2 separate regions of the Zea mays genome follow, and region 1 is linked to region 2. A link is a contact called in public Hi-C data. All regions are on one chromosome and are shown on one strand. The core of a region is the stretch at or near the end of the contact, and the rest is flanking DNA. Distances in the headings are between cores, read along the strand shown. Region 1 has its middle 37 kb from the start of LOC100276349. Region 2 has its middle 45 kb from the start of LOC100382033.

Region 1 (4,507 bases), core at 1,775-4,274, 150 kb before region 2:
CCATGACGAGGTATGTGGCCAGATAAAAGGTCCTAGATCAGCAGGCCAACAATCGGTACGATCCTTAATCGACACAGACGGGCGACTTTTTCTGCTCATCGTCTGGTCTCATTGTAAAGTATTTCAGAACTTTGGCGCCTGACAGAGGGGCCATGCCTGGATAATGAATTTATCAACGTTTTGATGCCTTCATTATACCAAGCCCATTTTTTTGAAAAAACATGAGTCTCATAGATCAAAAACATTTTTCTTAATCTATCAGCGTGACTAAGCATCACTAGCTTTTATTAAACAGGTAACAAGGTATGGTAATCAAGCTTTCAAGGATGGTAATGCATCAAGAGTTTAACAATCAACTCCTATCACCTAATGCAGCATATAAGTGATAAAATTTTGTAAACACAAGGGAGGTGTCAAATGCACCGGAGCTTGCTTTATTGCAGGAGAAGATCCAAAATCCTTCTACCAGATAACCAGTTAGATGGAACCCCACCAATGGGTATTCAGGTACTGGAGCAAATTTCTATTCGATGTCCACTTCTTTAGGAAGCTCTATATGAGATAACATGCTTATAAATGCTTGTGTAATGCCATGAAAATGTAACTTCCATTGAGGGTAACAAATAATATATCTAGAATACACCTACAACATATACATAAGAATATAAATCGCCATAATACGAATAAAGAGCGCCGTACTACCGGATGACGTTACGATGCCGGTTCGACGAGGAAATTTACAAACACAAGCTCGGAGAGGATGCTGGTGCTGCTGTAGCCTCGGCGAAGCGAGATCGACACGGAGGAACATGAAGACTTGCAGCGCGATGAGCACGGTCAGACGGCACCGGTGAAGTCCTGAGCGTGGCGTGGAGGAGATCGGCACCAGGACGTGACCGGGCGCGCGATGGGAAACTGCGACAAGGAGCAGGAACGGCGCGATGTTCAGCTGCAAGAGGAGATAGCGGCGCAGTCTCGACAAGGCCGTGCGAGCTTAGGGCGAGGAGGGTGACGGCTGAGCGGTTTCATGCTTGCGTGAGGTAGACGACGGCTGGGAGAACTGCCATGCAAAGAGGAGGCAGCCACGAGCTGGGAACGCCACATGCCAGCGCAAGAGGCAAGCAGCTACACGAGCGCAAAGTAGTGGCGGAGCGCGCTGGGCAGTCAATTTGGACGAGGAGCGAGTGGCTGCGGCAAATTTTTGCGAGTTCAAAGACAGCGGGGATAATCAAGCTAAAGGGACCGGCCAATACAGACTCTAGCGAAGCTTGACATGGGAGGGGCTGGGTGTACATGGTCCACAGCTGCATGTGACACGAGTACACGGCGCCCATGCGTACACGCATGCACAGGATCAGGCCGAGGCATGGAACGCGAGACCAGTGTCCAGTGGCGCGCATGCCTGAATCCAGCAAGCAAGCAGGTCGGTCACCAGCAAGGATAACTCCCGAGCTGCACATGTCTTGGGTGCCAGCCATGTTGAATCCATCTCCCCCGGTACCCCACGCAGTTGATCTCATCCACAACCGTGCAAATAGAGCACAGCAGAGCGCAGATTTTTTTTTCCAGAAATATCTGCCATCAACTTCGATGCCGACCACTCCACCCTTCTCCACCTTGATCTCTCAATTTGCAGTAATAACAGAGAGGTTATGCTGAATACATATGTTCTCCAATCAACCCTCTATCAAATTGCTATAGAAACCATAGCCTTATACTTCCTGGATTCAACACCAAACAGCCCCAAAAATGGGTGAAAACACAGAACTCCAATTCAGCTAACTGAATAACAAACTAGCCTCCCCATCTGACAGCACGAATTTTGACCCAATTTTCTCCAAGGTTAGTGCAGCACTAATCAAAGATCTTCAAAATCACTATAGGGTTCTGGGACTCAAACTTCATAGTTCCAAAGTTACGGTGTCCAGAAATCAACCAAATTTTATTAGCGCCTTTCTGCTGGTCTGAATTTCGAGTTCAGATCACTCCCTCCTTCTTTTCTGCTCGAGGCAGTTTGAGTCTCCCTTTTCTCCCAAACCAATATGGTGTCAAGCCAAACCTTCATAATAAAATTTGTTCATTGATATACGGTCTCCAACGTTACTACAAACTTCTTGGTCCAATCACACAAGAATCACAAGTTATGATACTCCGGAGTTGGTCACAATTACTGAAATTCGTTTTTAGTTTTTGAATCACATTCAGTTCACAGCACCGATTGGCAGTCAATGTTCGAGGGTATTTAACTCAGGTTTCTATACAGTACCAGACCCAAACCTTCTCAAGAGAGTTGTTCACCTTTCTATGGTTTACCAATTCACTATAGACACCATGGTCCAACACTTTATGGATTAGCCACAAAAGAGCTCTGAAGTTCAGCAAATTGCACTGAAATTCAGTTTTCATTGGACAGAATGAAATTCAGTTTGTTTGACTGATAGTCCCACTTTGGGCAGTATTTACACCACTTTTTGTGTAGGGTCACGCCCAACACACTTAAAGGAACTTATTTACTAACATATGGTCTTCAAACTTTCCACAATAATTTCAGTCCAAAACCATATAGATCAAGCACCACAAAGCTCCAAAGTTTAATCAGACACACATATTTCAGACTTAGGCTACTGCACAACAGTCAATACTCTTTTATCTGACAGCACAACTTTGTGCAGTGTTTTCTCTCATTTCTAAGCAGTTTCAAGGGTACTAGTATTCATCATTCTTCTTCATCGTCACTCATCAGCATCCGAATGTCCGAATTAAAATATATATATATTCAAACGTCTGAAAGAAAGAAGGAAAAAACGTGCAATATAATGGTCCAGAAAGAGCAAGAAATTGCCGTGCCATGGCCGGCCCAGCTTTCATAGTTGGCCCAGTAGAAAAATTAGTGTACGGGAGCGAGTGACACTCTCACTGTTAGGCCCAATTCCAGTTCATGTAGCGGAACCGCGGCTGCGTGGCTAGAGCTGGAGCGTGGAGACAAAGCAGTTGGCGCCTTAGCACCACCTCGCTGCTCTAGAAACAGTTGGCATCGAGAGCGAAGCATATAAGCAGTGCCAGAGTGACCTTGATCAGCACGCAGCTGCGCGGTGCACACAAAGCGAACTATTCTTTTGCTTTTTACTAAAGAACTAGATCAGGTGGCGCCCATTCGGGCGCCCTATCCAGCACAGAAAAAAAATAAATAACACCAACAAAACACCAAACTAAACACAGATCGACTGAACATAATCCACATTAAAGTTGCAGCACCAAATTTAAGCGTGTACCATAGTATGACGATCAAGCAAGTTACATCGGAAATTGTTATAGAATAGCATGACATGATCAAAGTCTATTATCAGGCGACCTAGTTGGGGATAGGCAGCTAAGTAGGTGATATATACAAGGCACTGGGAGGCATACTTTGGCCGACACAGTCCACACAACCATGCTCATAAGTGTTACACAAGCACAAGTGCAGCCTGATTCTGTCTACAAAAGCCAACCAAACATTCCATCTACAAAAGCAACCAAGATGTCCATCCACATAAGCTAAGCCGTCATCTGTCACGTGTTCAAACCGCGGGTTTGTCAAGGCTACAAACAAAAACAAGAATGTGAGTATAAAGTTCCATAAATATTTCATGTGTCATGTCTTCCAAGCTAATGTTAGATCCAAGCAGGATATCAAACACAGTCATATAGTCTCGCGGGAAAACAAAGAAGGTCTAATTCACACATATTGTTTGTGTGCCTATTTCATGCCACCGAATTTTGGGACAAGTGCCCATATTGTTTGTGTGTTCTTCATTTGGTTTCAAGGCATAACCAGTTTAAATGTATTGTACTCTTAGGACGGGTTTCAAACTTATTAGAAATGGTACTAAGTGCAGGCTAAAAATAGGAGGCTTTGAAGAATATGGTCTAAATAGGACCAACCCAGCAGTGCACGAACCCAAAGTGGACCTCTGCAGTCAGTTTTAATAGAAGTGTAAATAGCAAGGTTAGACAAACTTACCAGCATAGGATCCATTTTGTGAAACCGATCATGATATCGTTGTCAACAGGCTTGTACATCCTATTAGCTTTCTTGATCTGAATGTAGGAGACATTGTAGACATTGCCCTCCTTTATCAGAGGTTTGAAAACGTCAGTGGGTGAAGGGTATATTTGAGCATGAGCACTGCCAGCCTGCACAAAATAAAAGAAACATGATCATCATATTGGCACCACAAAAGTCCTAGAATCTGATTACTGCGTATTTCTTCCATTATGGTTCCTTTCTGATATACTACACAGGTTTCTCCCGTCGTTTAAAAGTCTACTTGCACTACTCCGGTATGTACTGCAGCTAGCAGAAAGAGAGAGCCCACAACAATTATCAATTACTATGCAATACCAATTGAACAGCAGCCACCTCTTGTTGTCTCCTGCTTGATCTGGCCTTCCCCCTCGCTGTAGTCCTGTGCTGCGCCCTTCTGTCCTCCAATCTCCGTGTCTCCACTGGTAAAACAAAACTGGG
Region 2 (4,085 bases), core at 896-3,395:
TTGTGTGATTTGTATTTGATTTGTTTGCCCTCTTTCCTCTCTCTAACATTTTCTTGCTAATATTGATTTGAGTTTGCTCCCATACGTCATCTGCATCCTTTGAGTAACTCTTAGCAAGAGAAACAATTCTTTCGGCCTTAGTGTGTGTTATAGTTTATAAATTTCAGGTTTTGTCTATTCACCCCATCTAGGCGACTTTCAAAGCACCTATCTAGGCCATAGATTTTCACTATCTGGTGGTTGGATCTATCTGCCTGATCGACACTCCTAGGCTAGGTCTCCAACTAGTTGTGGAAAAAAGCTTGAGGCTCGTGAGCCGACTGGAGCTCGGAGTGGCCTGGCTCAGCTTTTAGCGGTTTACGAGCCGAGTCGGTTCATTCTAGCTCACGAGTTGCACCAAATTAATCAATCTACACAATTATGATGTATATTAGATAATTTTATATGACAATTTATAATTTAGATTGCTTGTAGTATGTCATTATGATTCTATTTCATATTTATAGATTATTAATTTTTTATATAATACAATATTATTTATCAAGGTATGGTTCACGAGCCAGGCTTAGTCTTCTTTTAAAACTTACTAGTCAATTACCGGTGCGTTGCCGGCTCACAACAATATTCACATAAATTATCCACCAAAAAGATCTCAAGATTTTTTTATTGATTGTCTTCGCTCTTCGCATAATATTTTTATGAACGCATGGGTACCATAGGCAGCAAATCATAGACTCTCATCCCTCGTCTCCCCCACTTCTAAGGTTTCGTAGAGCAGGAGGGGAAGGGAAGAGGCGGACATACCTATTCGTTGCCGGAGAAGGACACAACGAAGATCTGGGTATCTGTAGGCGACATAAGTAGTATACCGCTAGGTATATAGGGAGAGAGCACGCATGTGGAGAAAGAAACACAGCTGGTTCAGCTCCAAACCGAGAGGCACCCGCACCAAGCGTCAATCCGAGAAGGGCTAGAGAATGCAAGTGTCTTCCCGGCCCTGAACCCGCCGAAGCGACACAACACCACCACCAACTCCGTAGCATATGCCGGCTGCTGTGACGCTATAGGCCTTGGTTGTCCAATATCTTAGACCTGGATTCCTCATCGCCAAGATAACCTAAACGTGGCAGGCGCCACCATGTCCTCCTCGACGGCACGCACGAAGAAAGGCCAGGAGCATGACCGACTTGCCCCGTACCCACGTCGACGAGCGTCGGTCGGCTCACGACTGTGACTGTGGGCGAGGCTAGCAGGTTGGGGAGGAAGAACAGGGCGAAGGCCAGGAAGACGAACAGGACGTCCGACGACGGCGAAAACGATGGTGCGCGCATGATGTGAAATGTCCTCGTGGACGTGTAATAGCCACTGCGCGAGTCGGTGTCGGGGCTGGTGTCGGACGAATACGGGGAGGAGGCGTATACTCCTACGCCCTCTGCCGAGAATGGGGTGGCGCGAAGGTGGAGTCATGAGGAGAGAGAGAAAAGAAGTAGAATAGCGAACAAAGTGGTGGCAACTGAGGCGAGGACCATCATTATCGTGCGGAGGTATAGATGACCAAACGAGCCGTGTCTGGTGAGCCGGTCCGAGACACGACCCATTTAATAGTGCTTGGGCCAACCCAGCACGAGCGTCGTGCGGTGCTTGGGCCGTAGCCTCGGCCCGTAGTGCTGGCCCGGCCTGACACGATTATTTTTTATTTTACAAAAATCATATATATATATGTATGTATAATTTATATTCAATATTATAAACACCTGAGCATGATGTTCTACTGGTTAGACAACTTTGTTTAATGTCTCTCACCCTTCTTCCATCACAGTGTGGGTTCAAACCCCAACTCCTGTACCAATTTGTAACATAATCCACCTCCTGCACTGGTGCTTTAATTATAGTAGAGATTAAATGGGCGAGCCGTACTGACCTGAGTCAACTAGCGAAGCGTTCCACGAGCACCACGACAAGGAGGAGGCCAAGGACATGGTGGACGTGAAATTCGTATGCATTCTCTCTAAGGGTTAGTTTGGCAACCCCATGTTTCCAAAAGATTTTCATTTTTTCTTGGAAAAATGAGAATCCCTTAGAAAAATAGAGTTGCCAAACTATCATAAATGGGCAAAAGCATCGTGAGAAAAACTCACGGCAATGGGCCATCCAAAGTCCGAAAGCATCCAAATACAGACGGCCCATCCACGGATCACAAAGGCTCATATACGTGTTCTTTCTAATAAAATTTCACCTGCTGCAAAAATGTTTGTGCAATAAAACAAATTCAGAATCAATACTACAGAGCATACAGGTTTATCAGAGGTAAGCAAAACCGACTGTTAGTTGCGTGCCCCTGTCTGTGTCTATACTGTGTATGATAGGTCCAGTTAATTATCTTGAACACCTCCAGAGCCAAGCCTTTATCTCTTCCACATTTACCAAGATTAAGGGCTAAAAGAGACTCCGGCCCAAGGTCACTATCATGAAAATTTCTTCATCGTAGGTTAGAATCAGATCCCCATGTTCGTTCGCGTGTGGGAGAATTTTCACTAATCTCATCCCTACGAATATCACCAGGGATAGTTTCTTTCCCGTTCTTGTCTATATGGGGAATTAGGGTTTGTTTTGTTTGTGGCTAACTATGCCACACTTTGCCTAAGGAAGAACTAATCTTAGACACAAAAGTGTGGCAAAATGTAGCAAATTAGTCAGAGCTTAGAACACCTTAGAAAATCTAAAGTTATTATTATTAAAAGATATCCATTTGTGCTTCCAATCCATACACATAGGACTGAGCTGTCCCAACCAGTCCATCCCGAGAATGGCGTCATAAAATGGCAAGGGCAGGATCTTGAAGCTGGAGCAGAATTGCACACCTTGGACAGACCACTCAACGTTGGATAATTCAGATGTGCAGTGTAATACATTCCCATCAGCCACCCTGACAGATAATGGTGAGTCGATGTCCATACCCGAAATACCAGCCACAGAGGAAGCATGCTTGGAATTCAAAAAAGGGCCCGTTTGTTTCGTTGGAATTGAATTCGATTTTAATAATTATAATTTAGATAAAACTAATTAAGTTTATATATTTATATATGTAATATATTTGTATATTATCCTAAATCATATGAGAGAGATAGTTAAATAGTACATTTATGTTATAGAGGCGCAAGTAGAAGAGTGTGCTATAAGTTGTACATCGGAAAATTAGCATGTAAATCTATAGAATCAATTTACATCTCTCACACCATGAATTTGAGATAGGCTTATATGATAACTTTGGAAAGTGGTGGAATGTCATATTCTAAAAAAAATAGTCTATTCCATTAGTAAGATTCCAATTCCTCGAAATGAATGGAAACAAACGAGGCCAAAGGGTTTTTTACATTGGTCCCCTTACTTTCGCCACACTACTCGTTGCTAACCTTAGTTTTTCTTCTTACTCAGTTTTACCCAACGCTCGTTCCCTTTGCTCCGAAATGCGCCTGAACGCCGTCTCCGTCCACTTTAACGTGACTTACAGGATAGGCCCACTGCAAACTTTTCCCACTCGGCAACAGCCTCTCTTCCTCCCGATCCCGAGCTCCAAATCGACCGCAAGCCCAAGCCCCGCCGAGAGGAGCCGCCACAGCCGATCCGTTGGGAGGAGTCACCACGCCCGCCGCGGGAGGGAGCAAGCCCCAACTGCTTCGTGGGGGCGCCCCGCCGAGACTCCGGGAGGGACGAATTCGACGCCGAGAGGGAGGGAGGAAGCCGCCGGGAGGGACCTGCTTCGTGGGGGCGCCCCGCCGTGAGGGAGGAAGCCAGCCGGGAGGGACGAACCCGCCGCCGGGATGGAGGAAGCCACCGGGAAGGACCTGCTGCTGCTCCGTGCCTCTAGCCCCAGGCTGCTTCGTGGGGCGCCCCGCCGGGAGGGAGGAAGCCAGCCGCCACTGGGAGGGAGGAATCCGCGAGCAGTTGGTCCGCTCCCCGTGCCTCTAGGTCGCCTCGAGTGCCTCCAGGAATCCGCGAGCAGCTTCTCTGTGCCGGGAGGGAGGAAGCCAGCCGCCGAGAGGGAGGAATCCACCGCCGAGAGGGAGGAATCCGCGAGCATCGGA

The links. A called contact is a pair of places that touch in the nucleus more often than the background predicts.
Region 1: a Hi-C map of leaf shows a contact between it and region 2, with 4 times the contacts expected there. The contact joins two enhancer-like sites. A contact is called at or near these places in 2 of 25 Hi-C or Micro-C datasets (ear and leaf).

What each region holds. Positions count from the first base shown.
Region 1 is chr10:118,863,753-118,868,259 of Zm-B73-REFERENCE-NAM-5.0, reverse strand. No RefSeq gene overlaps it. Among protein-coding and RNA genes, the nearest start is that of LOC100276349, 37 kb to the left of the region's middle. Within about 2 kb of position 3,024, at least 16 of the 20 cell types and tissues checked have an H3K27ac peak or open chromatin away from gene starts, as enhancers often do. A contact at or near this core is called in leaf, where this site is marked.
Region 2 is chr10:118,715,186-118,719,270 of Zm-B73-REFERENCE-NAM-5.0, reverse strand. No RefSeq gene overlaps it. Among protein-coding and RNA genes, the nearest start is that of LOC100382033, 45 kb to the left of the region's middle. Within about 2 kb of position 2,145, at least 1 of the 20 cell types and tissues checked has an H3K27ac peak or open chromatin away from gene starts, as enhancers often do. A contact at or near this core is called in leaf, where this site is marked.